Linked DNA regions of Hordeum vulgare: region 2 is linked to region 1. A link is a contact called in public Hi-C data. All regions are on one chromosome and are shown on one strand. Each heading gives the region's core, a stretch centred on a gene start, on an enhancer-like site or on the middle of the called end of the contact. The rest is flanking DNA. Distances are from core to core; before and after follow the strand shown.

The links. A called contact is a pair of places that touch in the nucleus more often than the background predicts.
Region 2: a Hi-C map of leaf shows a contact between it and region 1, with 5 times the contacts expected there. The contact joins the promoter of LOC123411756 here to the promoter of LOC123412567 in region 1. A contact is called at or near these places in 5 of 6 Hi-C or Micro-C datasets (leaf and seedling) and 1 of 1 datasets of contacts at active chromatin or transcription factors (embryo).

The regions. Positions count from the first base shown.
Region 1 is chr7H:121,250,570-121,255,225 of MorexV3_pseudomolecules_assembly, reverse strand. LOC123412567 (importin-9) reads left to right here and starts at 1,598. Exons shown (of 33, transcript XM_045105517.1): 1 at 1,598-1,868. The coding sequence starts at 1,751.
Region 2 is chr7H:121,696,673-121,701,332 of MorexV3_pseudomolecules_assembly, reverse strand. It overlaps LOC123411756 (peroxidase 11), which reads left to right and starts at 1,898. Exons shown (of 9, transcript XM_045104721.1): 1 at 1,898-2,001; 2 at 2,269-2,336; 3 at 3,093-3,425. LOC123411755 (zinc finger protein HD1-like) reads right to left here. Exons shown (of 2, transcript XM_045104720.1): 2 at 3,420-4,113. The coding sequence ends at 3,769.

The DNA of each region.
Region 1 (4,656 bases), core at 349-2,848:
ATTAGTGACTCCCGGTTCCAAAAGCAGGATCTGTAGAGCGTACATATGGCTTAAATGAGTTGGCCCATTTTTATAACGCCTCATACGCTCCTATGCGAACCAAGTACATTTGGACGCAATGAGCATCCAATAGGATCTACGCACAATGAGCCTTTAAGTTCACCTTTAAGTTCACCTTTAAGTTCAATGTAAAGTTACAAAAAATGTTTGATGGTTTATTTGAATGAAAGAGTAATTGCAATAAAGTAAATAATAACAAAAGTGCAACAAGGCATCAAGTAGCCCAATATGAATGTGATCAGAAAGTAAATAATATGAATGCAGTCAAGTCATTCTGAATAATTTTTTGATAATTTTGAATATTTTTTGGGGGAGCTATCAATATTTTTAATTTCCATTTTTTTGAAAATTTGAACATATTAAATAATTATGAACATTTTTTGAATACATTAAGATTTTGTTTGAAAAAGTACATTCTCAATCATTTTTTTAAAGTGAACAAAATTTGAAATTTTGATCATTTGAAAAAAGATAAGAACCACTGAAAAAAGAAAAAGAAAAAAGTCATGAAGGAAACAATAGAAAAGCAGATTAAAAGGAAAAGTTGGACCTAATCCATCTAGAAGGCCCACAAAACTGTTAAAAAACGGACTGAAATATAGAAGGTTCCAAAAGCAGGATCTGTAGAGCGTACATATGGCTTAAATGAGCTGGTCCATTTTTTTTCATAACGCCTCATACGCTCATATGCGAACCAAGTACATTTGGACGCAATGAGCGTCCAACAGGATCTACGCACAATGAGCCCCACACAGTAGAAAGACACGAATCATGACAATTGCATCGAATTGTTTGAGACTTAGAAATATCTTTTCTTTTGATTTGAGGGAGAGTTAGAAATATCTAGTAATATTTGCAGGAAGCTCGGAAAATACTACTATTCCCAGCTGAAAAAATGAGGAAGATAGTGGAATTCCTACCTATCTTACTTACTCCTTCCGTTCCTAAATATAATTTTTTTAAGAGGTTTCATTAAAGGACAACATATAGATGTATATAGACATAATTTAGAATATAGATTCATTCATTTTATTTAGTATATAACCTTTTAGTGAAATCTCTAAAAAGACTTATACTCTCTCCGTTTCAAAATTCTTATCTTAAGTTTGTCTAGAAATAGATGTATCTAAATACTAAGATATGGCTAGATATATTCATACATAGATAATTCTAAGACAAGATTTTTGGAACGGAATGAGTATTTAGGAACGAAGCGATTTTTCGGCGAAATTCCCCGCTATCTGTTCTTGTGTGTGTTGAGACTAAAATTCTCCAGCTATCTGGCAACTGGCATGCCCTTTCCCGCCATTCAAAATGGCAGCCGCCTCCACCAAAAAAGTCCAGCGAACGCGCACCCAACCGGCCAGCCTGGCAAGCCGGCCCAGTCCAGCGCAGCCTTTTTTTTCCCTCTCAACCCGCTCGCGCTCTCCCCATTTCCTCTTCTCCCCGGCCGCCACCACCCCTGTCTCCTCTCCTCTTCCGCCCACCCTCCGCTCCCGTATAAAAACCCTAGCGCAAAACCCCCAAATCCCCCCACCATTCCCACCACCCGCCCGCCCGCCTTCCCCGCGCGATCCCGCTCAAACCAAAATCAGCCCCGGTCAACCAAAAGGCGACCGCGCCGAGCTCCAACCCAGGCGAGGTCGTCGTCGTCGTCGTCGGCGGCGGTTGCGGTCAAAGATCGGTTGCAATGGCGGCGGACGGGGACCAGCGGTGGCTCGTGGATTGCCTGACGGCCACCCTCGACACCGCCCGCGAGGTCCGCGCCTTCGCCGAGGAGTCGCTCCGCCAGGCCTCCCTCCAGCCAGGTTCGCATTCGCCCCACCCCTCGCTCGGTTACTGCCCTTGCCGGATCGAGGCCGCTTCTGCTCCGAGTAGGTGGCCACGCTCTGTTGACCATGTGGGAGTGCGAGAGCGTCGAATTTGATCCCTCCTAGATGCGCCAGCGACTGCTTCGCAGTGTCCTAAAGCTCCCGTGCCCCATGCCACTGCTGTTAAGGAGATGCCTGGCAGATGCAATTGCCTAAATACTACCCATGGAGCTGCTTAACTTCTGTTGCGGCAACTGCTCTTGACCTGTTGCGCTGAGCACCATTGCAGTAGTGGAGTAAATTACACAAAACCAACACTTTTGAGTCAGTCTAGTGGAAAACAACCGCCTTAATTTGTCTCTCTCTCCACAAAACCACCATTCTCGAGACTAACTGTTGCAGGTAGCGCCTGTTCTCGATTGGCTGCGTTTGGCTTGAGCTAAACACCAAAGTAATGGCCCTGAACCACTGTCAGGGTAGATGTGGCATCTCACATGGACAATCCACATATTTAGATGTAGGCTCCAACATATCATTCTCATTTCTTTCCCTTCTCTCTATTCTCTCCAAAATGAGATAAATGCATGGGCGGTCCTCAAAGTTTCCGAGATGTGTCAAGTTGGTCCCAAATCTTTGAAAATGCACGTCTGGGTCCTAAATGTTACGTAAGTGATTCATTCCAGGTCCTTTTCTCGTCTGACCAGCTTTGACCCACGCCACGTGGACAGTGGGGCGTGTGGCGGGAGAATTCCCGCGCCTGGCCGTTGGAAACTTTGCATCTGAACCCTTATAAGCCTCGGTCTTTCTATTCCCCAGTCCCTAGGTTTGCTCTCCCTTAGCTCTGTTATCCCGCCGCCATGTCTCTCGCCGGAAGCTCGTCGGGTGGCAAGACATTGAAGTACAAGGCTTCCTCGTCGGTTGCACCTTTCCCAGTAGCTTCACCTGCGACGGCAGCATATGTTCAGTAATAAGTCACACTTTGGAAGTGGATCAAAGAAAGCTTTGCACCAATATCTTGGGTCAATTGCATCCAAGTACTGCCATGCTTGCTCATCCAGCACCTTCATCTCCTCCATGTACTTCTGCCAATCTGCCTCATGGGTAGCTCTTGCAATTTGCCACAATTTGTTTTTGAAGATGTCACCTTTCCAGTTCTTAGCAAAGTTTTGATGCAGGTGTCTTACACAAAATCTGTGTTGTGCATCAGGCCACAATGCATTTACAGCATTTATCAATCCCTGCAGATAACAGTCCACAAATAAGCATAAATAAGCAAAACAGGGCAATAAAGAGACATAACATGGCCTAAATAAAGACACATAACATGGCCTAAATAAAGAGACAAAACGAGCAATTTTGCCATCGACATAAGATTTGGACGAGCCTAATCTGCAAAAGAATCCACCATAGTTGATTTCTACTGTGAAGAGCTCCTCAAGTGGGCCTAAATATCACGAATCTTGTCAAAATCTACAGCTAATTTGAGCTACTTCGGATGGGCGGCGAGAAAGTGGTTGCGATAGGGTTAGGTTTCTTACTGTAGCGCGGCAGAGGATCGCCGGGTCGCCGCAGCACGAGCCCCTTGCTTGCGGGCGCCATTCATGCGGCCGCCGCGTCGGGGCGACCGCCTTAGCTATCTGCCCGCCGGAGGCGCAACATCACCGCCGCTGGTCGCCTCCCAAATTGCCAGAGAGAGAGAGAGGGGTTGGAGAGGAACGGGACCGTGGACGCTACTGAATGAGATTTGGGGGGGGGGCTTCATGCAAATATCCACGACCAGCCGTTTGGTCTCCTGGCCCCACTGTCCACGTGGCGTGGGTCAAAGCTGGTCAGACGAGAAAAGGACCTGGAATGAATCACTTACGTAACATTTAGGACCCAGACATGCATTTTCAAAGATTTGGGACCAACTTGACACACCTCGGAAACTTTGAGGACCGCCCATGCATTTATCTCCTCCAAAATCAATACCCTTGACCATCGGTTGACGGTGTGCACCCATTGGAGGTAGATTGGTGCGTGATGCGGCTACGGAGGGTGAAGGACAAAAATCCAGGAGTGCAAGTTGCCGGTGTGCCTGTGCCTACTCAGCTCAGAGTTTCCCTCCTAGCTAGTCTGTGAACGGCGCCATTGTCTTCGGCTTGGTTCTGCTGGCCCTGAAGTGGCAGCACCCACGCCTCGAAGGCATGGTTCTGCTAGACTGTCTGTCCTGCCTGAATTCCTCAGTGTGCTTTGCCTAGATGGCGCCATGAATGCTGCCATGTGGTTGTGCAGGATAATGACATGGTGGTCAGACTTTGAGAGCTCCTTGAGGAGCGCTACGAGTGAGGCCCACACTCCGCCCCCGTTGCAGAAGGCCTCGAAGAGGTGGCTGCATGTGGTGTTTGCATTGGCCTTGAGGATGTCCGGAGGGCGTGGATTAATACTTATCGAAAGCAATTGATTGAGGGTAAATTCTCATAGGATTGGAACGTGAAGGCAAAAATAATTGCTCCAAAGTTCATGGGAGAAGAATAATGCGTCAAGCTGGATGTCTGTCGGAGTAGAGCAAGCATTAAATTCTTGTCACCAAGTGTGAAGTTCCAGCAGTGTGACTGGCGGCGGGGACGGAGGCCACGAGCTGCATGGATTGTCGTTATATCGCCCTTGAGGACCTGTATCTTTTGGCGCTCTAAAGTCGCTGTCACATTTCTCTCCTTGTGGCGCTCCAAACTTGACTGGTGGTGATTTCGCGGAGCCAGAAGGGTACATGTGTATACATATGTACACCCATTAATTCTTTTAT
Region 2 (4,660 bases), core at 649-3,148, 450 kb before region 1:
CCACATACCTTTTTCAATCTCGTTACCGGCAAGTCTCTTTACTCGTTCCATAATACAAGATCCCGTGACTCACACTTAGTCACATTGCTTGCAAGGCTTGTGTGTGATGTTGTATTACCGAGTGGGCCCCGAGATACGTCTCCGTCACACGGAGTGACAAATCCCAGTCTCGATCCATACTAACTCAAGGACATCTTCGGAGATACCTGTAGAACACCTTTATAGTCATCCAGTTACGTTGCGACGTTTGATACACACAAGGTATTCCTCCTGTGCCATTGAGTTATATGATCTTATGGTCATAGGGACAAATACTTGACACACAGAAAACAATAGCAATAAAACGACACGATCAATATGCTACGTTCATAGTTTGGGTCTAGTCCATCACATGATTCTTCTAATGATGCGATCCAGTTATCAAGTGACAACACTTGCATATAGTCAGAAAACCTTGACTATCATTGATCAACTTGCTATCCAACTAGAGGCTTGATAGGGACATCGTTTTGTCTACATATCCACACATGTATCTATTTTTTCATTCAATACAATTATAGCATGGATAATAAACGATTATCTTTAAACAGGAAATATAATAGTAACTATTTACCATTGCCTCTAAGGCATATTTCCAACATATATATGGTGGAGGTGCGGCACACTCATTCGGTTGATCGCTTCGGCATCATCATCAGGGATTTGCATGTGTTGCAACTAGCCACCTCCACTCGCCGCCGCCGACTGTGTGATCCGGACCTAGGAGTCAGCCACATAGTGTTTCTCCTACACGTGCAGATACCGTTAGAGGCGGTGCACTTGCGCCGCTCCGACGAACCTGTACGCGGGATTCGATGATCGGTTGTTCGACGGAGAGGATCCGGCAACTAGCGGTTCGAGGGAGATTGGACGAGGAGGAGACAAACCACACGGACGCGTTGCCCAACTCTACTTCCGCTGCACGACATTGCGGGTAACGATTTGTGATCCATCTCCGAAGCATGTTCTTGGTTGTTCTGCTCATAGGATTTTTTTAATTTGCATGTGATACACCTACGGTAGAACCCAACAAGACTATAACTGAATGTCAATTTTATGTTAATGTCTTAGCAAGTTTTTGTATGCAATTGCCACCATTTACCTGCCATCCTATTGTTAAGCACTTATTTGATAAGAATTTATTGACTTATCAAATAAAATATTATTTAGAAGAATGATTAGAGATGGGAAAAAGAGACCTTATTGTTAAGCACATATTTCATAAGAATTTATCAACTTATCAAAGAATATTAGTATTTGGAAGAAAAAGCAGAGATGCGAGGAAAAAATCTAATATGAAAATGGTAGAGGGGACCATATATAAAGTGATTGGACAAAGAAGAGGGTGAAATGAGAACCTTTTGTTGTTTTAAAGTAGTAGATATAGAGAGAATATCATTTTATCTTGTCTATTTTTTCATCAAGAATTGTTCCTCTATGGCCTTTTAATTGTGTTGAAAACATTTCACCGTCGTGACAACACATGTAATTAGACAAATCTAAGACAAGTATTCCCTCCGTTCCTAAATATAAGCCTTTAAGAGTTTCCAACATGAACTACGTACAATGCAAAATGAATGAATCTACACTATAAAATGCATCTATATATATCCATGTGTAGTTCGTATTAAAATCTTTAAAAGGTCCTATATTTATAAATTGAGGGAGTAATATGGATCGAAGTATTAAAAAGAGATTGAAAGAAGAAAAGAAAGAAACGGGAAGAAAAAAAATATCTGGTCGGCCCAGGTAGACGATAGCGTGCCTCCCGTTTTAAAAAGACAATCTGGTCGGCCCACTTGGAAACGTCGCCCCAGTGGCGGCATGCGGCCCAATCCCAACGCCGTGAAAGCAGAATGGACAGGCATAGGCCGCGCCGGCGGGCGGCGGCGGCAACTTGGTCAGCGACCGCCGCCGCACGTCTACCGCCAGTTCGTTCCCCTCGACCGAGGAAGTTAGGAGGTACGCACCGCCGACGCGCGCCTTACATTACACTAGTTGCGGGTTCTGTTCATCTTGGTCGTGCTGGTTCCATGAAACGAGGAGCGAAGTGGCATACATCTTACCTCCTTCGTTTCTAGGTTTCCACGGCCTCATCATGCGTTGGTAGAAGGGATAATATTAACTAGACACGGTCAACCGGGGGGGGGGGGGGTCTAGTTTTTGCTCCCATTCACAGAGCGTTACCTGCTGCTTAGTGCTTACCAGCCAGTGCTCCTCTTTGTGTAGATTTTTAAGGTGGAAAGGAACAGGATGATTTACGGAGATTCAGAGCCATCTGCACAATATCGATGAAGGTTTACCCCCCTACCGCCTTTATCAGAATGTATTCATGGCCAATGTGGCCAAAATTGCAGTGTTGTTCTTTGAGTTATTTTCTTAGATGGAAAAGGATGCATCGGTTCAGCTTGTTACAGTTCACTAGAAAAATGGATTGCACGGGGAACGAGTGAAACCAACTTGTTGGCTTGCCCAAGAGATTCCTGGATGTGTTAGCTTTGTCCAATGCGTTGGAAGTTTGGAACCAAACTCAAGTTTTCTTTCTCCTTTCTTGAGCTCGGTTTGGGGACTGTAGAACTATCTGAGAATGAGAGGGCGCTTTTTGGTTTATTTTTTCTTGAATAGGCACGAGTGTGCGTACTATATATCAAAGGGGGGATGGGGGGAAGAAAAAAACCCTCCACGTTGGATGTTACATATTACACGTACACCCACTCCACTCGAGATCCACCTATTACACAACTAATTCCTCGCAATCGCCCACGTAGCTAATGCTTGTAGCATCGACTCCACGTCTCCCTTAAAGATACGCGACTGCTTCCAGCTTCTACCTTCTTGTTCAATCCTCCTAAGTCCTAACTAATCCGAGCATAGAAGGAGATTCCGCATCAAACACGATCGAGTTTCGATGTTTCCGTAGTTCCCAGAGGACCAGCAGCAAAATGGCTTATGTGCATTGTGCATTATATTCTGGGACCAAGTAGGCTTTTGTATGCGTTGGGGACGCAAGAAAAATGGGAACTCTTATACTCTAGTTATTTTATTTATTTCAGAAGGATTTTCGGGACTACAAGCACACTAGCAGCTGAACAAAAGTGGTGAGGATGCCATCACTCCCCCTGCGGTGAAACTCCAATCAGATTGGATGATCATAGTTATTAAGCAAATAAATACCTGGACATACTCAACCATGATCTTTCATATGTCATCTGATAAGGGAACAAGCTTTGATTCTGTTAAATCTAAGCTAGTTAGCAGAAACAAGGTGAGAACCTCGTTTATTGATGGGGGTTAGCAAAAACAAGCCTTGAGTTGAGTTACGGTTCCATTCAATTGAAGATCTATTCAAGCCACCATGATTCTTTGGTGGCCAGCTGTGTCTTCAGGTGCTCACACCCTTTTCAGCTTTGCCCTTTCTTTCTGCTGTAAAACATTATTACCCTTCCTTCATCAATGAAATCAGCTGGTAGCTATTTTTTGTCAAAGAGAAAAGAAATTCCAACGCGCCCCATAGTTATCTATGTGCCATTACATTACATCTTTTAATCGTTAAATACTGCTCTTTGTTCACTTGTAACTGAAGCGACTGAGCAAGTATCTAACATCACATATGTGCTATCTATGATTAAGTTGCACATATCCAACCATTATTCAGAGCATCGATTCGCTTGAAATACTCATACTATACCTTATCACTCTGATAAGTCCATATGCTAATACGATGCCTCATCAGAACCATGGGACAGTACTGTAGCTACTGTCAGATAGGGCCGCAGTTGAGAATGTCTGGTCCACTTCCATTTCCGCATCTGATCTTTTGGCGAAGCGGCCCTTGATCCTTGGCCGTGCTTCGGCATACGCCTTCCTTGTTGCATAACGTGTGGTCTTCTCAAACTTTCTGCTCTTCTTTTTCTCCTTGTACCTGAGGACCCTGGCTTCTCTCTCCTTGGAGCTGAAGTGAAGTGGTGTCTGAAGTGAAGGACTTGAGAAGAGACCGATGGCTCCAGCAGGTCTCAGGATGCTGGACTGGACCGTATTGTCCGGAACTATACCCGCTTCCATTGAGAAAGATATCTGAGATGGAATCAGAAAATGGTCACTTAAAATGTGTGATCATATTGATATTGCAGGTGTCAGATAATGTTTGTTGATATGTAGATGGGTTTAATTTAGTTCAACGTATAATAACTTCTTCCCTGTTTGCATGAAAAACTATGTAAACTCTGCTTAGGGATAAAACCTACACTAGACGTCTAGACTTATTAGTTACTCCTTCCGTTCACTATTATAAGATGTTCTAACCTTTTCCTGATTGGATGTATATAGCGCATTTTAGTGTGTTTGTTCGCTCATTTCGGTCCTTATGTAGTCCATCTTGAAATATCCAAAACGTCTTATAATAGTGAATGGAGGGAGTATGAAATATCTAACGATATCTCATATTCTTTCATGTAGTCATTGGTATGTATAGAAAGGTTGGTAAACAGATAGTGAAGCTTCTAGTTGGCAGTGAATTTGAGATTTTGTGTATGGAGCGACCTTTTAATTACTGAGAAAACTTGAATATTCTATGTCTAGAAAGTACACGGACTAATCAATTAATATGCCGATACTTTCTTTG